Linked DNA regions of Athene noctua: region 2 is linked to region 1. The links are chromatin contacts, called in public Hi-C maps. All regions are on one chromosome and are shown on one strand. Each heading gives the region's core, a stretch centred on a gene start, on an enhancer-like site or on the middle of the called end of the contact. The rest is flanking DNA. Distances are from core to core; before and after follow the strand shown. Region 1 holds the start of FGL1 (fibrinogen like 1). Region 2 holds the start of PDGFRL (platelet derived growth factor receptor like).

Region 1 (5,868 bases), core at 883-3,382:
AGCCCGCCGCGCGATGCGGGGAGAGGGCGGCTCACCCCGCGGCGGAGGGGGGATCACCCAGAGCCAGCTCCTCCTCCGCTGCTGCTCGCCACCCGCGGGGCCCGGGCTGCCCAGTCGGGCGTTCCCCCGTCCGGCAGCGGAGAAGAGCAGCGGCCCCGCTTCGCTGAGCGCCGGCGGCGGGACTCACAGTCCTCCCTCAACGGCCACCGCCGCCATCTTAGTCGCCACTGCGTGAGGGAGGCGGCCCCCAGCGGACGGATACCCGCCGTTACCTGGTAACCCCGCCCGGCGGTGCCCTTCCGCGCCGCGCAAGCGCCGCCGCGGGCCGCCTGTCGGCAGGGCGGGCGGGACGGGCAGGGCCACTCTTCCCGCGCTCCCGGGCGTCCCCTGGCGGCAGGCGCGGCGGCGGCCGGAACGCCGACTCCGAGCGGGCTCCGCCGTCCGGGACCGGGGGTTTCCCGGCAGGGCCCGCCGCCGGCCTGCTCCTTTGGCTCCTCAGATAAACCAGGAAAGCGCTGATGAACCCCGTAAATGATTTAACCTGCCTGGCAGACCGGTGGAATCACGTCAGAGCCCCGAGCGTGGGCGAGGATTATCGACTTGCAGAATCTTTCTGTCTGCTTTCGGTCGCCTGTCAGAAGGCACAGCTGAAAACAGAGCGGTAAAGAGGGGGAAATCATTGCAGTCTGCCCTACCTTTTTTCCTTCTTTTTCTGCAATGCCATTATTCGTCTTTTGCTATTTGATTTAGGGCTTGGAGTTTAGATATCTAAGTTCTTAAAAAAGGGGGAAAAAAATGAGGATTTAGCATTTTAAAAATAGCTGTGAGTGATACTTGTGCTGTGCTTTACTGTTATGCTCCCATCACCCAGCTGTTCCAGGCAGATAAACTTAGCAGAAGTTCTTGTTAGTCCACAAGGGAGCTGGACTTGCACCATATAATCAGTAATTTTGATTTCTGCTTCAGTAAAGCCAACATAATTTATATTGCTTTCATTTGAGGGGATTGTTCCTCATTGTCAGAATGAGAAAAACGAATTAGCATTTTCGTTACACTCAATTTCTAAACCAGACGCACTTAATATTTACATAGGCCTCACAATTCATCCTGGGTGAGAAACGTTCCACTGGTACTACTGGTAGATGTAGTTAACCCCACATCTCTCCCAATCAGTACTTTTACCAATGTATTTTACTCCACCAAAAAATAAATGACACATTAATCAATCTGTAGTTTAGAAAAGGAACTAAATTAGTAGGAAACCGAAATAAAAATGTTTCAGTAAAAATGCAGTTTCTCTCCAGCAGATGCCCCTGTATCAAAGAAATAGTTCTGGACAATACGGAGTGCATGAAAGAGGTGAGCATAGGATTGCCTCTTATTGTAGCACTTTTATCCCATTTCTACCATGGGCTACATGACTATATCCATAACTGAAATTGCTTTAAAAAGAATCTGCAACAACTTCATGGAAGCTCTCTATGTATTGAATATATATTATTGCCACTCTGCAGCTAATAAAGAAGCTAATTTATCAGCTTTTTAAAATTATTCTTTCAAGTGATGCCTTTTATCCTAGCTTCAGGTACCATGTCTGGATATTCAGCACGATATTGGCAGTGTTGCTGTTGGCAAGGCATTTTATATTGTCACGGTGGCATATCTCCCACTGCCCAGCAGGTGGAGGCAGAATTTAAGAGAAAATAATGCCTTAATGCAATGACTATCATTATTTTTGTTGTGATTTATTCTTAAAATACAGCTCCCTCATTCCCGTTGTTTTCCGCAGGGGAATAAAAAATAAAATAAAATTAAAAAAAAAAAAAGTACGTAAAAATATAATACACTTTTAAGGAAAAACTAGAAATTAAATAGATTTTGGCATGTTCTAGTAACAAGGTCTTTACTGTAGTCCTCTGTATGTCATAACTGCATATTTCCTTACCACAGAATGTCAGCCATTGGTAGGTCTCTCATAGGAACTTACAGCATCATTACTCCGATTCCTGCTTGACATTTGTGAGATGATTTTTCTCTTATGTTTTCTGTCCCTCTTCAGGAATTGGCTGCAAACTTGTTTTTTTCTTTAAAAAAAAAAAAAAAAAAAAAAAAGTTCTCCGAAGAAGTAAAACAGTACCAGCTCCTCAGAGACATTTGACATTTTTCGTTGGGTATGGGAGCTGAAAAAAAGTACAGCAAGCATTAAGGAATCATGGATTGCACTGCAAGAAGCATTCTTTCCAGTAGGTGGTTCTCCAGTACTGTTATAAAATCGCATCTCTGGGTTTGGGAATGACTGTAGCCAAAATTAATATGGCTTAAAGAATGCCCTGTTAATTTATTAAAAAAAAAAAAAATATTTTGGGGAAAGTCCTGTATCAATGCTAATGAGCTTCTAGACTGACAGTAACTAATTCCTCCTACAAAGATCTGTTATAAGTGCTTCCATCAGCAGACATGCTAATAAATGAACCCTCACAGAAACTGGATAGATTATCTTTAAGATAGCTCAATTTAATTAGGATTGAAAGCTGTGTCAGAGACGTGATGATTTCTTGTGCATCTGCTGATTCTATCTTGTTCATTTCACTTTATTATTCCAGAGTGAAAGAAGGCAAACAAAATACAGGCATGTAAGGACTAGAGACAGGAAGGGAAGGAATAAAGTTTTACTGAGACAGAGGAGATAGGAGTAGTAGTTCGGGGGAGATATTTTTAAAGGCCCTGAAACAAAGGCAGTAATTAATAGGGCAATCGGTACAGATAGTAAATGTCCACTTATTTGCTAATTTGGTGACAAAGAGGTTTTTGCTGTAAAAATGAAACTGCCCAAAAATGATTGGTCTACCATAATATGGCTACACAGTGACTATCAGGCTACTATATTAAAGGTAATTTTTCTTTCATTGTGTAACATTAGATTGGAAAGATCTTTTAAGGCATTAACAGAGAGTCTTGAGTTGATCTTTACAGAAAGATAAAGTGTCCACTTATCCTTATGGGAGTCTAATAATAAGCAGGTGTAGGGCAGAGGCACAGGCATTTAAGACTCCAAAGCCATGTGTTAGGTTGGTCAAGGATTAGCCAATTCACTGCCACTGAAGTTGAAAGCATTTTTTTTTATGATCTGCTCAAACACAATAGCCATCAGAAGCAATGAAGGAAAGAAGAGTAATTGGGAGATAGGTATTAGCTAACCTGGTCAGACCCTGAAAAATGGCCTGAATCTCAGCTGAAGAATGGACAGGATCCCTGTTGTAAACCTTCCCCACACCTGTAGGGGTGGGGAAAATAATCCCCTTGATACTACTATTATCATTCTGTAATAAATACTGTTAGACGCACTCAAGGTATTACATTGTAGTAAAATACTACCGACTGGTATCAAACGGGACAGAACCACGAGGCATAATCAGTTTTCTTTTAAGCATGCTCGTTTCACACAACCATAACACACCAGGAACACCACTGTTGCCCTGCCTAGAAGCCCCAGGACCACGTTTTTCTCACTGTCCCGTTTTGAAAACCATTTTAAAAGAGGTCTCTACAGCACAGAAGTTAGCAACATCACTCTTAAGAAATTAAGATCCTGTTTCACGACCAGCGTACAGATATGGTGCTTAATCTGGATGTCCCTCTTAGGTGTTTAGTTCAACATTTGTTTGATACACTGTACTTTTAGGTATATAGTCTCATCTATTTCATTTTTTTTCTATTTCCAGTCATACTTTTTCTATTTCCAATCTTCAGTTTATTCCTTGGCTAACAAAAGCAGTTCAAGAAGAAACAAAATACTTTGGTTGTTCTGAAAAGACAGATTTGGGTTAAACATGCATGTCTGCAGATTCCTTAGAAAAGTGATTAAGGAACAACCTTTATTCATAGTATCTTGGATGGTCATTGTGTATCATGATGTTGTCTAGCCACTTCCACATTATTTAGATTTCTGGAGACACAACTTTGTATGTGCTACACTGAAAAAAAAAAAAACAACCAAAAAAACCACCAAACCAAAGCAAAAAAAGAAGTGAGCAAGAGAAAGATAAAATTATTACATATCTTAGAAATACCACATAAATTTCCCTCTCTGAATTGAATGATAGGAATTATAAGGAATGAATGAAAGGAAAAGAATATGAAAGAAATAAGTAACCCTACCACACGTTATAAAGAAAATTAGGAACTAATAATGGCAATAATGTTTTTGAAATCGATACTTGCTTTTCTGATACAGTTTTTGCAAATACAGAAGTACTGAGTACTGGCATGTCCAATGACTACATATATATATATGCAACCATATAAATTAGGGTAGCTTTGAAGGGTTTTTAAATAACTTTGTAATTACTTTTTTTCTGTCAGATTTCTAATAACATTGCTTTTATGGTTCCTTTTTCTTTTTTTCTGATGATAAGAGGTGTAGTAGAGATTTGGTGCTAACTGGTTTCAGTTACACTATTGATTAGGGTTGGTACCGATGGATAACAACACTGAATTGATAAATACTGAGGAAGAGAGATTAGCTGGCACACCTTTCCAAAGAGATTACATACTTTTCACAAAGTAAAATATAGGAGAAAGACGTATTTGGAGAGAACCAAAGGAAAACTGGGGCCAGCGGAAAGGAGGCAGTCAGGAGAAGGCAGGGTATGTAAACTGTTCTTGCGAGTAAGGCAGAAGGTTATGGACTATGTTCTCTTCTTGGCTCTCGCACGAAGATCTTGAGCAAGTCACTTGTCTGCCCTACGCATTTCCTCACAATACAGCTTAATTCATGTTTGTTATGTTCTTGGGATTAATGAATAGAAGACAGACATCAGCAATGGAATTTATTGTCATAATTTAAAAAAAAAATTACTCTGAGCCTTCATCAAATCCACCATTTTTCTATATTCTGCAAAGGAGATGTGTACAGATTGAGACGTTTGTTAGATCTTTAACTTCTGTGATGTGTTCCATCTATGCTAGTAATATCTATGCTGTCTTTGCTACTGTCTATTGAAAAAGATGAGAGTGCTTGTTTTATATTTATATTTCTAATAAGAATTGTAGGGATGCCATATTTGAAGTGTGATAAAATAATGCCTAAATATCCTGAATTTGCTGATCTTATCCATGATAATGAAGGTTTGTTGCTGCCTTCTGTATTGTGTATCTGAGATGACAGATTATGAAATGACTCAAATGGCTAAATTATGCACCTGTTTCTTAGAATATGACAGAAAAATGAGCTGAATTATTTAAAAACTGTTTTATTGCTGCATATTATTTCTATACACCAAAAAAAGCGCATTCATTCTGTCATTTCAGAATAAGTAGGAAGTTCTTTTCTGCTTATCTCTTTGCCTTATTAGGGAATTACCTTTGTTGTCCTAACATTTCAAATTCATCATGCAATTATGCAAGTTTTAGAGATCTGTTATTCATATGCTTCAGGTTGCAGTCATAAGCCCTGGTCGCTCTGTGAAATCTATTTATATAGTAGGTGAAATCTTCGTGAGTTTATAGACGGACTTCTGTATTTTTGGCATAATTTTTTTCTACCATTGCTTTCATTAGGATTATGGCAAGCATTTTGAAGACAGCATCTTAAAAGAATCAAGAGCTTTAAAATATCTAAAGTTTCTTATTTGTCCAAAAGTAAGTGAAGTATAATCTTGTAGCACTCTAACTCATCCAACATTGAAAAAGTAAAATATTACAAATAAATTGTATGAGAGAGATGGCTAATTGTCACACATAAGCAAGTGCACAATATTCCTTAAAGGAATAGGCAAGTGAAATAATAATGTCCACTGTCTGCTTCAAAGACTGAAGCCTGTAGTGGAACACTAAGGTGGCATGCCTGAAGACTACTGCAGTGATACT
Region 2 (5,463 bases), core at 1,371-3,870, 190 kb after region 1:
GAATCAAGTACCTGTATGCCCAATAACTAAATTAACTGGTACAGTAGCCTATCACCTAAGACAAAGAGGACACACAATCAAATCCCTTCAGGAACACAGAACCCACCAGAGATTCCTCTATTTCCTCACCCAAGGAAGGGAACAAACTCAACTAGCCCATTTATGCACACACATGAATATGCCATGTTTGGGATACTTTACCATCTCACTAGATTTATGCACAGAGCCCTCACTGTTTTAATCCAGCAATAGCACTTCTTATTAAAAAAAATAAAATAAGACTTAGTAGAAAAATATTGAGAAAACTCTTTCCTATCTCTGATCAGCTCCTAGTGTCACTTCTAACATGCACTGTACTAATTTTCTCTGCAACAGTACATTCAGGGTCCCTACTAACTCATCCTGTCAAAGTAGGAGACTATGCACTGATGTGTCACAGAAATACATGACAGAGCACTTTTGCTCCTTAGGTCACAGCATTTGTCTCACGTTACACACACAATCCCCAAATGAGTGTTAGTCCCATAATGCTAAAAAGCATCCATCCAGTTTGACCGGAGACATCACCAGATATCTGCATGCACGTTCTGCTGGTTTCATAGCTGCACAGGTTATAACTCAAGGAGACCCCTGATCTTCAAGTGTCCACCTAGTAGCGGTGCAAGGCCTCCCACAAGGACAGTGGAATTGTGTTCACTGTCTGCCAGATGTACCCATTCCATGAGGCAGGCCCCAGCATCAGAGACCTTTCAACTCTCATTAATACCGATTAATTCTTCCTTAAAAAAAAAAATAATCAAGCGTAAGGTTACCATAAAGAATAGTTTTTAACCACCAGGACTAAGATGAGAGAGCAGAGTCATTGTGATCACAACTAATGTACAAAACAGGTTGGACACATCTCTATTTGTGGTACTTTAAATGAAAATTTAATCATCTGAACACTCACACGGACAGGGTGGTACCTCAATGCTCATACAGACAATCTGGAGGGATGTATTTCACTGTTCATAAACTAATATAAGCTAAATTAGGAAGCCTATTTTGAAATCACAGCCTACATTAGGACTTACACCTCTAGCTTTAGATAAGGAACTGTCATTAAATATGCCAGCTTACTTTCTCCCATAGCTAAACTTCTGGATGAAATAGCGTGAAGCACCAAGTCACACCTCAGTATAAACCAGACAAACTGAGAAAAACATAGACCTGGGAAATCTTTTGCCCAAGTTACAAGTCATTTCTCATTCTGTTTTTATTGTTTATTTCTCAAATAGAAAACACTTTTCTTGACGTGGTAACATACACCCACAGACCAAATCTTTCAGCAGAAATGCTCTCCAGCACCACAGCGGTCCAGAGTGCAATTCCTTTGCATGCAGTCATAAGAAAAATTGGACTGGAAAGGAGTTCTAGAAGTCCCTCCTCACCCCCCTTCAGTTGCTCAGAGCCTTGTCCTGTTGAGCTCTGACTATCCCAAAGGCTGGAAACTCTCCGGTCTCCCCTGACAACTTCATTCACTGCTTAACAGCTCTCAGGATGAAGAATTTTTTATGTTCTTTCAATAATTTTTTCCTTACGGCCTCCTCTTGGGCCACTTGCGGTAGCTGCCTCTGCCTTTCACCACACCCCTCAGAACCTGCCTCTGATTTCTCTACAAACCCTTCTACGAGCCACATAGGCTTTGTTCCCCAAGCCCTCCGCGGTGAAAAGGGATTGTTTTTGTTGTTTCTTCTGAAGAAGTTTTAGTAAGTTTATTCACATTTTGCCAGAGGGAAACAGCCTCTCTTTAGCCTAGCTATATAAATAGTCTAAAATACATAAATAGTCTAAAAACCAGTCTATATAAATCAAGGATTGGTTACAAATGTCCCTTCCCAGTCAAAAACTTGCCTCTTCCCCCACCAAGGCTTCATCACAACCTGAAAAAAGTTACGAGTAAACCTAGTTTACCTAGTCCACCCGCGGCATGACGATTTCAGAGCGGACTTAAACGTCGACCCTCAGGAGAAACGGCGCAGGGGGAAGCAGCTGGGGTTGCCGCAAACGCCTCTTCCCCAAAACCCCAGCACGGACTGAAACCGTATTTTGGGTTCCCGGCGGCTTGCTGGCCGCAGCCCAAGGGCGCAGCCCGCCTTCCCAGCGGGACGGGGGCCCCGCCGCCGCGCCGGGACGGCTCCCGGCCCTTCCCCGGGGCTCTCGTGGCGGGGGGCGAGGCGCTGCCGCGGGCTTCACGGGGCGGCCGCGCTGAGGGCGACGGAGGCAGCCCAGCAGGAAGGGGAACCCGCGGCGGATCGCAAGGCGGGGGGAAGCCGGCGGGGCGGCAGCGCCGAGGGCGGGGGTATCGCGGCTCACCGTGTGGCAGCGTTCCCTGCAGCAGCAGCAGGCTGACGAGCACCCAGAGCCGCATGGCGGGAGCGGCCGCGGCGCCGAGCTGAGGCGGGGAGGGCGCGGCGGCGATGGCGGCGGGCGGGGGGGAACGGCCCCGTGGCACCTCGGCGGGCCGCGGCGCGGGGAGGAGCCCGCCCGGCGCCGGGGCTCCCTGCCCGGGGCGCCCCGCCGGCGGAAGGCGCGGCGCAGCCGGGCCAGCCCAGGGTACCCCCGCCTTCTCCGCCGAGGGAGGGAGCACCCACGGAGCCCCGCCGGCGGGCCCGGCCGTGCGCGTCCTCCGCGGGTCTGGGCACCTGCTGCGGCGCTGCGCCGCCTACGCGGGGAAGCCTCCGGCTCCTGTGTCCCGCCTGAACTCCTCCCTCCGCGGCTCTCTGCCCCGCAGCTCCTCGCCGGGCCGGGCGGCTGAGGGGGGCGGCCGGGTCCCCTCCGGCCATCAGTGCCGCGGGCAGCGCAGGCCCCGCGCACTCCCGCAGGACGCGGTGGCATGGGCAGGAACGCGGCTGCCTCCCAAGTAATCTCAACCTGAGGGGCACCTGTGGAAGTTTCTTGCTTGAGTGAGCTGGTCGGTGAGCGCTGCCCTTTGCCAGGCGTGGCTTTGCGCGGGTGCAAGCTGATGGTTGCCTTTGGACCTGTAGCCGGGTCTGCAGAGGGGAGCAGGGACAGAGCGAGAGCTGTACAGGTGATAGATCACAGGTGACCCTACGGATGGGCATCAGGCACAGATCACTGCCTAAGGCAGCAAAAGCACATTTTAAAGTCAAACTACTGCATTCATTCCAGCCTGGCACAGCAAAGAGATTCCCAAAAGCCCGCTCAGGAAAAGCTACCTCACAGTGGAAATATAGAGGAGGTATCTATGTGTTGCTATTTGGGTCTCTGGAGTCCATGACCCAGCTTTGAAGTATGATCGGTGCCTGTGTGAAGCCCATTGAGAAGGTGCAGGTATCTCTTCATTGCTAAGAGATGAACACGGTAAATTTGACATTTGCTGCATGTATGTTTCTGCCCTGAACTGTCAAAAGATGTTTCTTGAAATCTGAGAGTTTCCTTTGGAGGGAAAGGGAGGGAAAATATGAGTGGAGGGGTCACAGAGGTAGATGGAGGGCAAGGTGAAGACTGGACTGGAAGGAGGAAAAATAATGGCTGTCAGAAGTCACAGGCAGACTTTGTAGTAGGCAAGATCACAGTCCAGTGTGAATCAGGATAAAGTAAATGGAGAATGACACCCCTTGGCACAGCTCCGGGGCCACAGTAGACGTGAGAGTAGAGCATTTACAGATCTTAAAGGAAGTCTAATCTTTGTCTGCATCCATTCAAATATATCAGAAGGGATGTACATAATGCTTCCTTGCCCTCGTAAGTGCATACACATGCAGAGTTCAGAGACCTGCTTGCCTAAGTCTGCTCTGAGACGTCACCCTGGGGTCTCTGGTTAGTGATGAAGCAGCCAGCAGGGGCCAGGTATGGAGTAAGATGATGAAATTTCCTGATCTCTTTTTCATTCCATAGCCCTATTACAGTTCTGCTTAGACCTTCTTAGGGGTTTTATGCAGTGACCTGAGAATACATTAGCATATCCTAAACATCATTCCAAAATTCATCCATTACCTGTAACAAATTAAGAAAAACAGTATTTTTGTTGCTACAGCGTATTTTAAAAGTCCCCCTTTAAACAGTTAGAATACCACCAAGTATTATATTCTGAAAAGGTTATCGGTCTTTGTGTTAAAGGAAATGAATCTTGGACATAACTTAGAAAAGATGTGTAATATAAACTCCAGATTTGCACTGGAAATATTCACAGCTCCTGCTTTTGATGAAGAGTGGGTTTTATTCTGTCATCTGCAAAATTGCTAGTTGCAAGTCTTACGTGCCTCCCTAGGTCAAATTTCTCCTTTCCTTTCATACACAGGCTAGGTCAATGATCTAATGGTGACTGAGCTCCAAATATTAGTATTTTTTTGGAAAATACAGTAATAACACTTGGAAATAACACTCAAACTTCATTAATTTTAAGATCTTTTTAAGATGGCACACCTTTTTTTCTGTACAGATATACGATGAAAAAGGTGATTTTATGAATTCCAAATTTCCTAGCTTTAAATGGATATGCATGAAAAACTAGTTTTCATTTATGACATGAGAAGAACTAATGTAAACCTCCATGTAATGACCCCAGTTCTCCACACGAGTAAACTAATAGCTTAAATACATCTTTTCAGCTCAATGCTTTAAGTGTGATACTTGAAGAATGACTCTTGTCCTTATTTAAATCAGTGGCCATATTCCCACTGCTTCCTGGGATCAAGATTTTCAAGATCAGTCTTACTAAGTCTGTATGTACAATAAGGTGACTATTAATCACTTGAAAACTTCATAAGGAATTCTATAAACAAGTTGCCCTATACCTCAGGAGAAAACCCCAAATCACAGCTACTCTTTAAGTCTGTGAACAAAGATGACTAACCAAATGACTTTAGAAACAGTGCCAGGTGACAAGGTTGCCCTGTGAGTGTGGTTCTCAGTGTCAAGGCTATTGTTATCCATTGACCAGACTCATGCTTTTATTCTCCTGATATACCCATAGTATTATTCAAAGTTGAGGAAGTTCTTTTTTTTTTTTTTTTTCCCTGAAAAAGGAGAGAAAGGAGACAACAGTGAGTTTACCCATCCAACTCTGAGGTTGGATGCTGCCAGGACAAGGCGTGGTGCTTCAGAAAGTTGAGCACCATGAATGCTGAGAGCTACTCACTCCCTCTGGGAAACCAAATCTAACATCATCTCTGGTTTGGCACCGTAAGACAAAATGCCCAAATCAAAGGGTGTTATTCTCTATTTCAGTGACTTCTTGAGTGCTTGGAAGCAAGTATGAAACAAATGTTGCTGCTATCCTCATCTCCAGACCACGAGAAATTTAAACGTTTTAAACATAAAACATGGTTGTTTTTTCCCCTCTATAAAATCCATCCAAGTTATCATGTTACTTATTTTAAGTGAGTTATGATTCGTAGAATGTCGACATTAGATCTGACACACTAACGGTTATTAAGTCACTGTATTATTTTAGTGTTT

The links. A called contact is a pair of places that touch in the nucleus more often than the background predicts.
Region 2: a contact with region 1 is called in a Hi-C map of liver, with 4 times the contacts expected there. The contact joins the promoter of PDGFRL here to the promoter of FGL1 in region 1. A contact is called at or near these places in 2 of 2 Hi-C or Micro-C datasets (heart and liver).

What each region holds. Positions count from the first base shown.
Region 1 is chr4:81,904,048-81,909,915 of bAthNoc1.hap1.1, forward strand. FGL1 (fibrinogen like 1) reads left to right here and starts at 2,133. Exons shown (of 9, transcript XM_074905882.1): 1 at 2,133-2,243. It overlaps PCM1 (pericentriolar material 1), which reads right to left and starts at 240. Exons shown (of 38, transcript XM_074905879.1): 1 at 36-240.
Region 2 is chr4:82,095,867-82,101,329 of bAthNoc1.hap1.1, forward strand. PDGFRL (platelet derived growth factor receptor like) reads right to left here and starts at 2,621. Exons shown (of 6, transcript XM_074904110.1): 1 at 2,356-2,621. The coding sequence starts at 2,410.